2 separate regions of the Mus musculus genome follow, and region 2 is linked to region 1. The links are chromatin contacts, called in public Hi-C maps. All regions are on one chromosome and are shown on one strand. The core of a region is the stretch at or near the end of the contact, and the rest is flanking DNA. Distances in the headings are between cores, read along the strand shown. Region 1 overlaps Slc22a23 (solute carrier family 22, member 23). Region 2 overlaps Pxdc1 (PX domain containing 1).

The links. Hi-C and Micro-C count contacts between places; a contact is called where the count stands out from the background.
Region 2: a contact with region 1 is called in a Hi-C map of the HPC-7 cell line, with 4 times the contacts expected there. The contact joins two enhancer-like sites. A contact is called at or near these places in 3 of 484 Hi-C or Micro-C datasets (the HPC-7 cell line, embryonic stem cells and liver), 6 of 115 datasets of contacts at active chromatin or transcription factors (VIP interneurons, embryonic basal ganglia, embryonic stem cells and 3 more) and 3 of 9 other capture datasets (embryonic stem cells, embryonic tail and embryonic trunk).

Annotation. Positions count from the first base shown.
Region 1 is chr13:34,251,564-34,256,984 of GRCm38.p6, forward strand. All of the region lies in intron 3 of Slc22a23 (solute carrier family 22, member 23), which reads right to left. Among named protein-coding and RNA genes, the nearest start is that of Gm52037, 56 kb to the left of the region's middle. Within about 2 kb of position 3,373, at least 96 of the 459 cell types and tissues checked have an H3K27ac peak or open chromatin away from gene starts, as enhancers often do. A contact at or near this core is called in the HPC-7 cell line, where this site is marked.
Region 2 is chr13:34,632,941-34,638,361 of GRCm38.p6, forward strand. Pxdc1 (PX domain containing 1) reads right to left here. Exons shown (of 5, transcript NM_025831.3): 3 at 5,225-5,342. Among named protein-coding and RNA genes, the nearest start is that of Pxdc1, 17 kb to the right of the region's middle. Within about 2 kb of position 3,256, at least 17 of the 459 cell types and tissues checked have an H3K27ac peak or open chromatin away from gene starts, as enhancers often do. A contact at or near this core is called in the HPC-7 cell line, where this site is marked.

The DNA.
Region 1 (5,421 bases), core at 2,123-4,622:
TTTGCTCACAAATCACCAAGTCCATAAAGTGCTGACCTCCTCTTCCTCTTGCCAAAGTTATTCCACTGTCCCTTGCTCTGCCACTCAAATGTGCTTCTGTCATTTCTAACCCTCAGAGGTACGGTTATCAAAAAGGAGACAGCTCTTTCTCACTAGAGGCAGACCCTTCCTTCCACAGGTTTCTCAAGACCCCAGATCTGGCCCCAAGTCATATGACATGGAAGAAGCCACATGCAACGTCACCTTCCAAATCCAAGGCACTGATTGTTCCCAATCTCTTTCTAGCATGCAACTTTGCTTTTCTCTAAGAAGATACTGGGGAAGGACTTTTCTGTGGTCAGGTGGTGGAACTCCCTGACATGAGCCTAAAGCTAAGAGGTGCTAGGTCACCTTACCTCTCGGGTAAACCTTCTGGGTAGACTTGGGGGAATTTTGGTGACAATCACAGATAGTCTTTAAAGACTTTAAAGTTAACATGGTCAATATCAGAAGACACATGGAAGGCTCAGAGGAACTCCGAGGTCACAGGCACATGTGGGCTTCCATACGAACCACCTAACATGACCTATTCACCTTGGAGCAGTCAAGAGTACCAGGCAGGCAAAGAATCTCTTCCAGATCTCAGTGACAAATTAACAGGAGACATACATGAGAGACTGAGGGTTCTTGGGCCTTTCCTCTCTTCTGATGCATGTGACCTTATATGATATAGGTTGGAGGAGCAAAAGATTCTCCACCCATCCCCACTGCACTTAGTATGTGCCTCCACAGCAGTGACCTCTGCACCATGATCAGACCCACAAGTATATTAGGGATGATGTTAAATGTCTCAATAATACAGCAGTCTTTCTATCCTCAGAGTCTGGCATGCAGCAAGTACTCAGTAGGTGATGGATGCACTATCTGTTAATGGATGAACAATAGGAAGGATGAGAAACAGGGTCACTGAAGAGGAGAACCAAGTATGGGAGATGTCAGTTGATTCATGTCATCTGATGTCATCTGTGTTAGTTAGCTTTCTGTCACCGCAACAAGTCATCTTACACAGAGGATGCATTCCTTTGGGTTCCAGTTTTCAAGGTTCCAGCCCATGATCAGTCAGCTTTGCTGTCGTTAGGCGCATGGTGGCACATTATAGAGGGGAAACACGGTAAAGCAAACACCACTCTCCTTATCCAAGAAATAAAGCAGAGAGAAAGAGATTGGGGTTCCACAGTCTGCTTTGAGGGCACGTCCCACATTATGCCTGTCCTCTGCAAGATTTCATATCCTCTGGTGATGACATTCTGTCTGTCAGCCCTTTAACACATAGGTTGTTGGGAAACATTCAAGGACACAACTAATAGCACCATTGTCTTCAGACACACCAGGAGAGGGCATTGATGGCCATTGCAGATGGTTGTGAGCCATCACATGGCTGCTGCGAATTGATCTCAGGACCTCTGGAAGAGCAGTCAGTACTCTTAACCACTGAGCCATCTCTTCAGCCCCGCTCTCCCATCTCTAATTTCTTAATGCATCATTCGGAAACATAGTGAATCTTTACCATGGAGAAGAAGATAAATCACACAATTCAGAGTCATCTTCAATTAACCTTTGCTTTTTCCTGTCAATTAAGAAGTGCTATTTAAGTGCCATTAAGGAGTCAATTAAGAATATGTCCACAAGTAGGCAACATAAAAGCACAAAGCCCTGCTTGGAAGATCAAATGTTGCTATGTGGACTCTATCTTTGAAGGAGTCAGGTGGGTGCCTTTGTCCTATTCCTTCCTTTAAGGAAGCAACAGGGAAACACATCAGAACTTGTGCTACACAGTGTACAAAATCCTAGCTCCTCTCTAGCATTCAATGACATGTTCAAGTCCATATCTCTGGGTTCCCATATTCCACCCATCAACTTGGCAGCTACTCTCCCATTAAAGCTTTCCCCTGCACACTGACTGCTGACTCCCCAGATAAAACAAGATAGACAGAGGAGGTGTGGGGGCTAACTGCTACAATCCTATCATGCAGGAGGCTGAGGCAGGAGGATTTCAGTGAGTTTAAAGTCAGTCTGGACCACACAGGGCTGAACCTCACAGTAAGATGGTTAGAGATGCCCGAGTGCTATCAGTTTCTCATCATCACACACGAGTCTTAGTGGAAAGAGGAAGAAGAGGATAAATGCCCTGTTCATCACTTCTTATGTTCTATTCCTGGTAACAAAGAAACTCTTCCTTGGTCAAAACACAAGACAAAACACAAAACAAGCAAAAAGCTACAAAAGCTGTGTTATGTGTGCAAGCCTGTGTGTAGTTTCTTGTCATTGACGTATGAAAAAGAGAATGAGCAGCGGTGTAGGGGAGTGGGAAGTAGCTTAAGAGAAAGGCCAGGGTGTGGCTATTGTGAGTTTGGGCTCCATTTCTCCTATCAGCCCTCCACAGGCTCCAGAACTGGGCCATGTGTGGGCTGCTCCCCCCGTGAAGTTCCTTCCAAACATTTATTTCCACAGAGAGAAGACAGAATCTCACCATTTTATGCATCATCTGCTAATTTTCTTTATGTTTTTAAAGTCTCAAACCAGATGTCCTAAGCCCAGCTTAATCACCAGACAGTACCCGGTATCGGTATAGAAATGGCTCCTGTTTCCTTCTCTCCCTACACCAACGCAGGACAGCCTCTGAGGTAGGACACTGAGGCCTTTTCTTTTTCTTTTGTAATAGTTAGCAAGATGGCTCAGTGGGTAAGTTTGTCTACTGCCAAGCCTGACAACCTGAATTCAATCCCCAGGACCCGCAGGATGGAAAGAGAGACAGAGCTGTCCTCTGACTCCTGTATGTGTACTGTGGCATGCACGTGAGTGCATATACAGGCACACACACAATTTTTAAAATGTGATAACAATGAAAATAAAAGGAATTTTGAAAGGCCAAGTACTGTGGGCTCTGTTTGTGTTAAGCTTTTTAAAAAGAAGACGGATTAGGGTTCAGGGTTCTAGACACTGTGTGGGCCAGCACAGATGTGAATTAATTAAAGGCAAATCATGGGCCTGAGACAGGACGAATGGGGAAGTAGAGGCTTTTGGAGAGGTGAAGGATTGGAAGATGGGCAGAGGGCTGAGAGGGATACACATGCATACACGCAATGCCAAAAATAAAGTTAATAATGAAGGAAATCACAGGCTTTCTTCAGAGTGCCTTCCTGAAACACAGCATCCTGCAGCGACTCAATGACTGCGGCCGCCAGAAACACTCAAAAGGAAACAGCCAGAGAGTACACAGCTGCTGTCAGAATTGGATCATATGACAGTATTATAAGTGCAGCCTCAGTGTCTGCTAGGCTAGTGAGAACAGCCCTGTCAGAGAGGCAGTGACCTTCGCCCAGGGAAGGGGAAATCACCCCAGGGGGTTGGCAGCCTTGCACTTCCTCATTTACCTCTGTAAACTGAGTTGACCCTACACTTGGCCTGTGTGCCATTCTAACTGGCTTCTCCATCATGGGCAACCCTTCGGGGTGAGGCACAGAGGTGTTTGTCTTGGAGCTGGACTTCCTATGCCTGAAGCACTCTGTTGTGACTATTCTGTCCTCAGTGTCATGGGCTCTGAAGTAAGGATGGACTTGTTTGGCCCTCTGGTTTTGAAATCTGCCCAAGATCTCAAAAAAGCATCTATAATCAGGTGCAATTCACACCCAGGACCTTCACAGCACATGTAGATAGATGCTTAACCTCAGAAGCCCTCACAACCTATAAATAAAGATATCAGGTACTATCGCCATTACAAAGAAGGAAGTGACACCTGCAGAGGGAAGTTCATGGTCACTGGGATACACAGAGTTAGTTCTGTCAGAAGTGTCAGCTCCTGGACCCAGACTGGAGTGCACAGGCCATCTGTTAGTGTAAGCAAGCCAGGCTGCATATCCTGAAAGAGGAAGCAAGACCCAAAGCAGGCACCGGAGAGAAAGTCCACATGGCTGTGGTGCCCACATAGCATTCCAGAGCCTCCAATCCCAGCAACATTTCAGTGTCAAGGGCACTCCTACCATTGCTTTTGCTAAACAAACATCCCTTTACCTTAAACAAGGTCGAGTACTCTAAAGCCCCCAGTACAAAGAGTTGGCTGGAGGACTCTTCACAGCCTCAGAAAGTCTGCTAGTAACTATCCAGACACCTTTCTTCTCCTGCACCTCTTTTTTGTAAAAGCATGTGGCTGTTGCTACAGAAGAAGGATTGTTTTTCTTATCAACTAGCATAAGGAAGTCACTTCAACCACAGAAGGTGCAGTTTTCCTTTCTATCCAATGAGTTAGCATGTGGGCCTTAACTTCTGAATTCTCTGTACTTGATTTACTTCTATACCAAGGTAGTCAAAAGATACCTAAAACATGCCATAGCAAAAATATTGGAAAGAACCCTTTCAGTTAAATGAGTAAGGACCATGGTCTTATTTAGCATTCCATCTCGCCCCTTAGCTGACATGACACAATGAGTAGTGACCAATAACCTCTAACAGAAGGAGGCTGTGTACCACAAAGGTCTTCCATGCACTCATTCCAAAGGGCTACACAGAGCTCTATGTTGTGGAGATGGCAAGGTGACCAGGCCACATGGCTGGTCTCGAGGGCAGCAATAAGAAAAGACTCACTTGCTACATGAGCCTTGCATTCAGAAATGCAAAGAGAGAACCAGACCCAGGGGAGGGTGTTGCCAAGGAAATAGCATTTGAACATAGCCCCAAGAGAAGGCCAGTACCGCACTGTCTTGCCAGAGTGTAATGTGGACAGGCATCTCAGCAGAAACAAGGAATGCCTATGCAGAGAGGCTCAGGAACCAGTTAGCCTCTCAGAAGCAAATCTATCCATTGGGGGGGCTATGAATGGAAAGTGTTATAGAAAGCAATATAGTTGTTACTAAAAAATAAAAAGTAAAAATGGAATTGCTATATGACCCAGAAAACCCATGTCTGAATTTATATCTAAAAAATCTAAAATCAGGGTCCTGAAGTGAGTGAATCAATGGTCTTCCTGTGAGAGTTCCCACATTTACTGTGTTACTCAAAATAGTCAAGACACAGAAACAACTCTACCGTCATCATCGTATGAATGGATAAGCCAAATTGGGCAGAAACCACACAGAAAAGTAGCATTCAGCTTAACAAGGAAAGAGAGTATGCCACACAGATGAACTTCTGGGTCATTATGCCCAGTGAGATACCACAGTCACAGAAGGCAATCACTGTATGGCTTTACTTACATAATTCCTCTAAAAACATGCAGAGTCATAGAACCAGAGTGCAATGATGGCTGTGCAGGCTGGGGTCAGGGAAGGGGAACCATTAACCAGCTAGTGCAAAGTCTAGCCAAGTGGGATGGATGAGCTCCACAGATCTGCTGAGGGTGCTCCACCTGAAGGCAACGATACCTTGCTGGTTATCTTACAAACTATC
Region 2 (5,421 bases), core at 2,006-4,505, 380 kb after region 1:
GAACTCGGGTCAGCTACATTTCTGGGTACATAGAGCAAAGGAAAGATGCTCAGGAAGTGAGCTGTCAGACTGAAAATCACTGAACCCCACACAAGTTCCGATTCTCTCGCCTCCCCACTCAGAGGGTGTGGCAGCAGAGAACCACTTTCTTTATTGTTCTTATTAACTGTGACCCAAATCTGTCTGTCTGAGGAAGTACAGGCAGCCCCAGTACAGCCTTCACACTGCTAACTGACAGCCCAAGTCTTATCCTCCCAGCTACCATGGGAATCCGGGATCGGGAATGAATCCTGGGATGCAAGACACTTCTGTACAAACTCCTGAAGCTATCTGCATGCCTAATCTTTGCTAAATGTGAACTGCAGAGTCAAAGATGTGGAATCTTTACTGGACTTTCCAGAATAGATTTGGAACAAGTCACTCCTCAGATGTCTATGACAAAGAGTTCCTAAGGCCAGTATAGCCCTGAGGACACTAAAGTATATTGGTCTCCAATCTCTCAAAGTCCTAGATCCAGGCCACTGAGGGATATTGGTCAAAATGCTGGTATTTCACCAAAGATAGTCCCCAGAAGCTCTGGGTTCCTCCTGCATCCCTAGGTTACCCTCATCACGCTGAACCAGCAGTCTCCTGAGCACACAGATGGAGTCTATAAACCATCAGTGCATCCATTCCAAACCAGCTTGGAAACGGATGGCTCACCAAGAATCACGAACACAAAAGCAGGTACCACAGCAGGCTCAAAGCCTAGCCCGACACACACGGCTCTCCCTATGCCTGAGCTAGCTAACACTGGAGCAAAGATTCTGTGACAGTTTATATTTTCATTTCTTCCATTCACTTAAAAGCAATACCTTAAGAAGAGTCATCACTTAAAAACCTAAGAAGGGTTATCCAAAATTTACAACAAGGAAAGCCTGAGCTTATCGTGTGTCTACCTGCAGGGGCCATCAGTTTAAAACGACCACTTTGCTAATAGTCCTGCAGCACTGCCCTCCCCAGTCGCCATCTACACACTGATCAACAACCTCCTGAATGGGAAGTTACTCTTGGATCAGTCTCTACTGGAGGGTGGTGCAGTGACTTGAGGGTGAAATGTCCCCTGTAGGTTTGTGTGTTTGAACACTTAATCCCCAGCCAGTCGTGCTGCTTTGGAAGATTGGGGTACCTTTAGGAGGGGATCCTCACTGGGGTGAGTCACTTAGGGGTGGGTTTGTAGTTTCATAGCCTGGCCCAACTTCCTGTCTACTCTGCCTCTTGACTGCAGCTACAATGTGACCAGCTGTCTCACACCCCCACAACCATGCCTTCCTCTATACGATGGGCTGTATCCCTTCTAAACTGGAAGTCAAAATAAACCCTTTCTCCTTTAAGCTGTGTCTTTAGTGACAGTAATGAGGAGAGTAACCAACGGAAGTGACGTGGACAAAGAACTTGTACCTTCAAGCTCAGTAAGGCCTTGTTGATGTTCATATTATGGGACTGCAGACTGCTGTGCTGCTGGTAAGCCACGACATTAGCACGTATGCACACTGACCCCAAGTACAGCTGTTTCCAACCTTGTTCCTGCTACCTGTGCCTGGAGAACAGGTTAGTTCTGCTTGGTTGTCCTCTATACAGGGCTCAGCTGCATTAAACAGGAAGATTGTCTGAAGACTCTAACAAACACTTAAGTCTCAAATAATACTCATTATTACCATGACACTTGCTCATGATTTTCCACCTGTTGTCACACAAGAATAATAATTAAGAAACTGAAGAAAGTGTTATAATTAAAGAAATATTACAGTGCCTGCAGCCCATTTTCAAACAAACTTAAAATACGAATTCCTCACATGTCAGTTTAGAACCCACAGCAAAAAAAATCACTAGCTGGTTTAATTTTTTAGGCCACATCCCTAACTCTAGAAAACAGTTCATTTTCAGGTTAACCCCACACCCTGTGCAAGGATCAAACTCAAGGTCTCGCCTTGCTAGGCATGGTTCTGCCTCTGAGCCATTCTCTAGACCGCAAGATGCTTTCATGTTCCTATGTTCCTATTCTGTAATGCTTAATTTATAGTTAATTTTAGAATTGTAGGTAAGCCATGAAGGCACAGACAGGACTCCCACATGACCCATAGCAGCCCCCCTATTGTCAATACTTCGTACAGTTAAGGTCCCTCATCACATTCAGGGAATACCCAGTGGATGATGCTACTGAGTGTAAAGCCCCTTCATTGGGGTTTCTCTAGTGCCTCACTACTGCTACTTTCTTCTGCTACAGATGCAGTCCAGAACTTGGCTACACTGAGCTGTCGGGATCTCCTTGACTCTGATGGCTTTGGTCTGTCCGTGTTTCTCATGCAGGCCTTGTGAGGAATTCAGGTGAGCGACTTCACAACTCTTCCTTGGAGCTGGATATCCAGGTGGCTAAAACTCGGTGATGATATGTCACTGGGCAGAATCCCACAAGGCATGTTGAGTGCCCCTCTGTGGAAGTATGGGGCATGCGTGTGTGCATGTGTGTGTTGCAACAGTGTGCACAGGCCTACTGGCGATGCTAAACCGGGATGGGTAGGTTGCTTTCTCTTTGCCATTATCAAATATCTCAGAGAACAAGGTCTTAATACTGTGCAAACAACCCTGTTTTTCCTTGAACTTCCCCCATTGGTCTTAGCTTATCTCCATCACTGGAAAAAATTTGCAATATTTCCCAGTTAGTGTACATGGTGTTGTAATGGTGATTTTCCTAACTGTCATTAACCCTTCAGGTCATCAATTTCCTGATTCCTTTCTTCTGCAGGTCTTTAACCAGCCTCGGAAGCATTCACAGTACCGCCTTCCTCCTTTCTAAGTCCTCCCTAGCATTATATTTTCAGTTTACTCCAACAACAGAACAAAAGCCTAAGCAATATCCTTTTGTTAACTAGATGACCTGTCTATCTCTATATAGTAAAGCTTATGGCTAAGATCGAATGGATACTGGATTAATGAACAACAACAAAAAGTATTCCCTATCAAACCTTGATGGGAACAACTTACTTCTGTGGATGAAATCTACGGGTTCTACTAGCATATCCCAGAGAAGCTGAGACCTGAGACCTCTGTTTCCTTAGTGCTACGTAGTCATGGCTGCACCGCATCCGTGTGCTCTTGGGTTTGATAAACATTTAGATCAACACAGGAAATGAATGCTTAAGTCTGAGTGGCTATCCTTGCCAAAGCACTAGAATATTGACAGGATTTCTTCAGTACAACCAGTGCCTGCTGCCATCTGGTGGAGCCCTCACCACCTACAGCCTCAACATCCAAAGAGAAAAAACAGGCCTCTCAAGTCCCAGGCTCCATAAATCAGCATCCCCAGATAGGGGAATCTGTGGCAACTCCATGGCACCCACCGGCTCTCCAAATGCCAGAGTGCAGGAAGAAATCCCCCAAGAGAAGAAGAGAAAGGTCGGTGTAGGTCTTCACCATCGCCATCTGTTTCTTAAATGGAAAGACTTGGAGGGAATGAAGTGGGAGGGAGGGTTTGCCTTGGTGACCCTTGAGGGTCACAACACAAACAATAACCAGAGTCCAGTGGAGGAGCCCCAAGATCTGGATATGATATGACAAGATCAAAAGTCATCCATTGTTCAGACAACCCAGACAAACTGCCTCACTACATGCAATCAGCTGAATAGAAGGTTCTAGAGCTCAGATGCCAGTTTAAAAAAGACCCCTAGGCCCTTAAACTGCCTGCTCTCCTCTAAGATAACCAGGAAGTTGCTACACAATGAACAGCCCATATGGACCACCCACCCTGTGCACTCACGGTCGTGGGTTCTCCCGCAAGTGGTGTATGCCTATAATTCCAATACTGAGGAGGTTGACATAGTTAGGGAGGACTGTTGTAAGTTCAAGGCCAGCCTGCGCTAAATAGTAAGTTAAAGGTTAGCCTCCCAAAGAAATGAAAAAATAAAAAAATAAAAAATAAAACAATTATCTGGACAAGTATAGCCAGCTTTTAGGAAAACAGCAAGCAGGCCATGGGGCCCCTTCCTTCCTCTGTAGGCCTCACGGTGTTGACTTCCCCTTACAGTGGCTGACTTTCAGTGCTAGAAGGCTCAGTACAATGTCAATGCCAACAATACCAAAGCTAAAAGCTTCCCTAAAGCCAACAGCCAAATTCAACACCTCCTCAAAGGGGCTCCCTCACTTCCGCAGGTCGGCCACTGACTCCAGTCATTACCTCAGAAATGCTTTCCTGGGGCTGAAGATACGCTCAGCAGTTAAGAATACTTGATGTTCTTCCAGAAGACCCACACTCAGTTCCCAGCACCCACCTGGTGGCTCACAACCGTCTACCACTCCAGTTCTGAGAGCTCCAGTGCCTTCTTTAGCCTCTGTGGACACCAGGCACACACATGTAAATATACATGCTACAGACGTGCAGACAAAACACATATACAGACACAAAACTAAAATAATAAATATTGTTTAAAAGAATGCCTCCCTAATATTTTCATCGTCATTATATTCTTTCTTAAGTATTCTAACTAATATGTCAAATTAACTCCTTTGGAAGTAAAAATAACACACTTGGCAGTCACCAAGTAGAAGGTACTTAACGCTGCTTAGTAAGGATTCAGCGATCATTTTTCTGAGCCAGGGAAGTGACCTTTCTAGAGCCCAGTCAGTGGTAGAGGCTGAGTCCACCCACCCCATAGACACACTGGAAAGGGCCTTGAAACCACAGCCACTAAGCACAATCCTCCCACGCCTTCACCACAGTCCTCCCTCACCTTCATCACAATCCTCCCATGCCTTCACCACAGTCCTCCCTCACCTTCATCACAGTCCTCCCATGCCTTCACCACAGTCCTCCCACACCTTCATCACAGTCCTCCCATGCCTTCACCACAGTCCTCCCTCACCTTCATCACAGTCCTCCCATGCCTTCACCACAGTCCTCCCTCACCTTCATCACAGTCCTCCCATGCCTTCACCACAGTCCTCCCTCGCCTTCACCACAGTCCTCCCACACCTTTACCACAGTCCTCCCACGCCTTCATCACAGTCCTCCCATGCCTTCACCACAGTCCTCCCTCACCTTCATCACAGTCCTCCCATGCCTTCACCACAGTCCTCCCTCACCTTCATCACAGTCCTCCCATGCCTTCACCACAGTCCTCCCTCACCTTCATCACAATCCTCCCACGCCTTCACCACAGTCCTCCCACACCTTCATCGAGGCTCTTACCTGATATTTTAACAGGACTTTGAAAGCTGGGTTGGATCTTATGGACATTATCATTTTTTAACACCTGATCCAAAGGCGATCTTTCAAAGAAGGTGAGAACAACCTCAGACCTGGAATACTGGGAATAAACACAGTGATTACTGATAAAGCTCTCCACCGCAGGTCTCCCGTGTTTGCTGGGGTGGTGTTTCTGCACA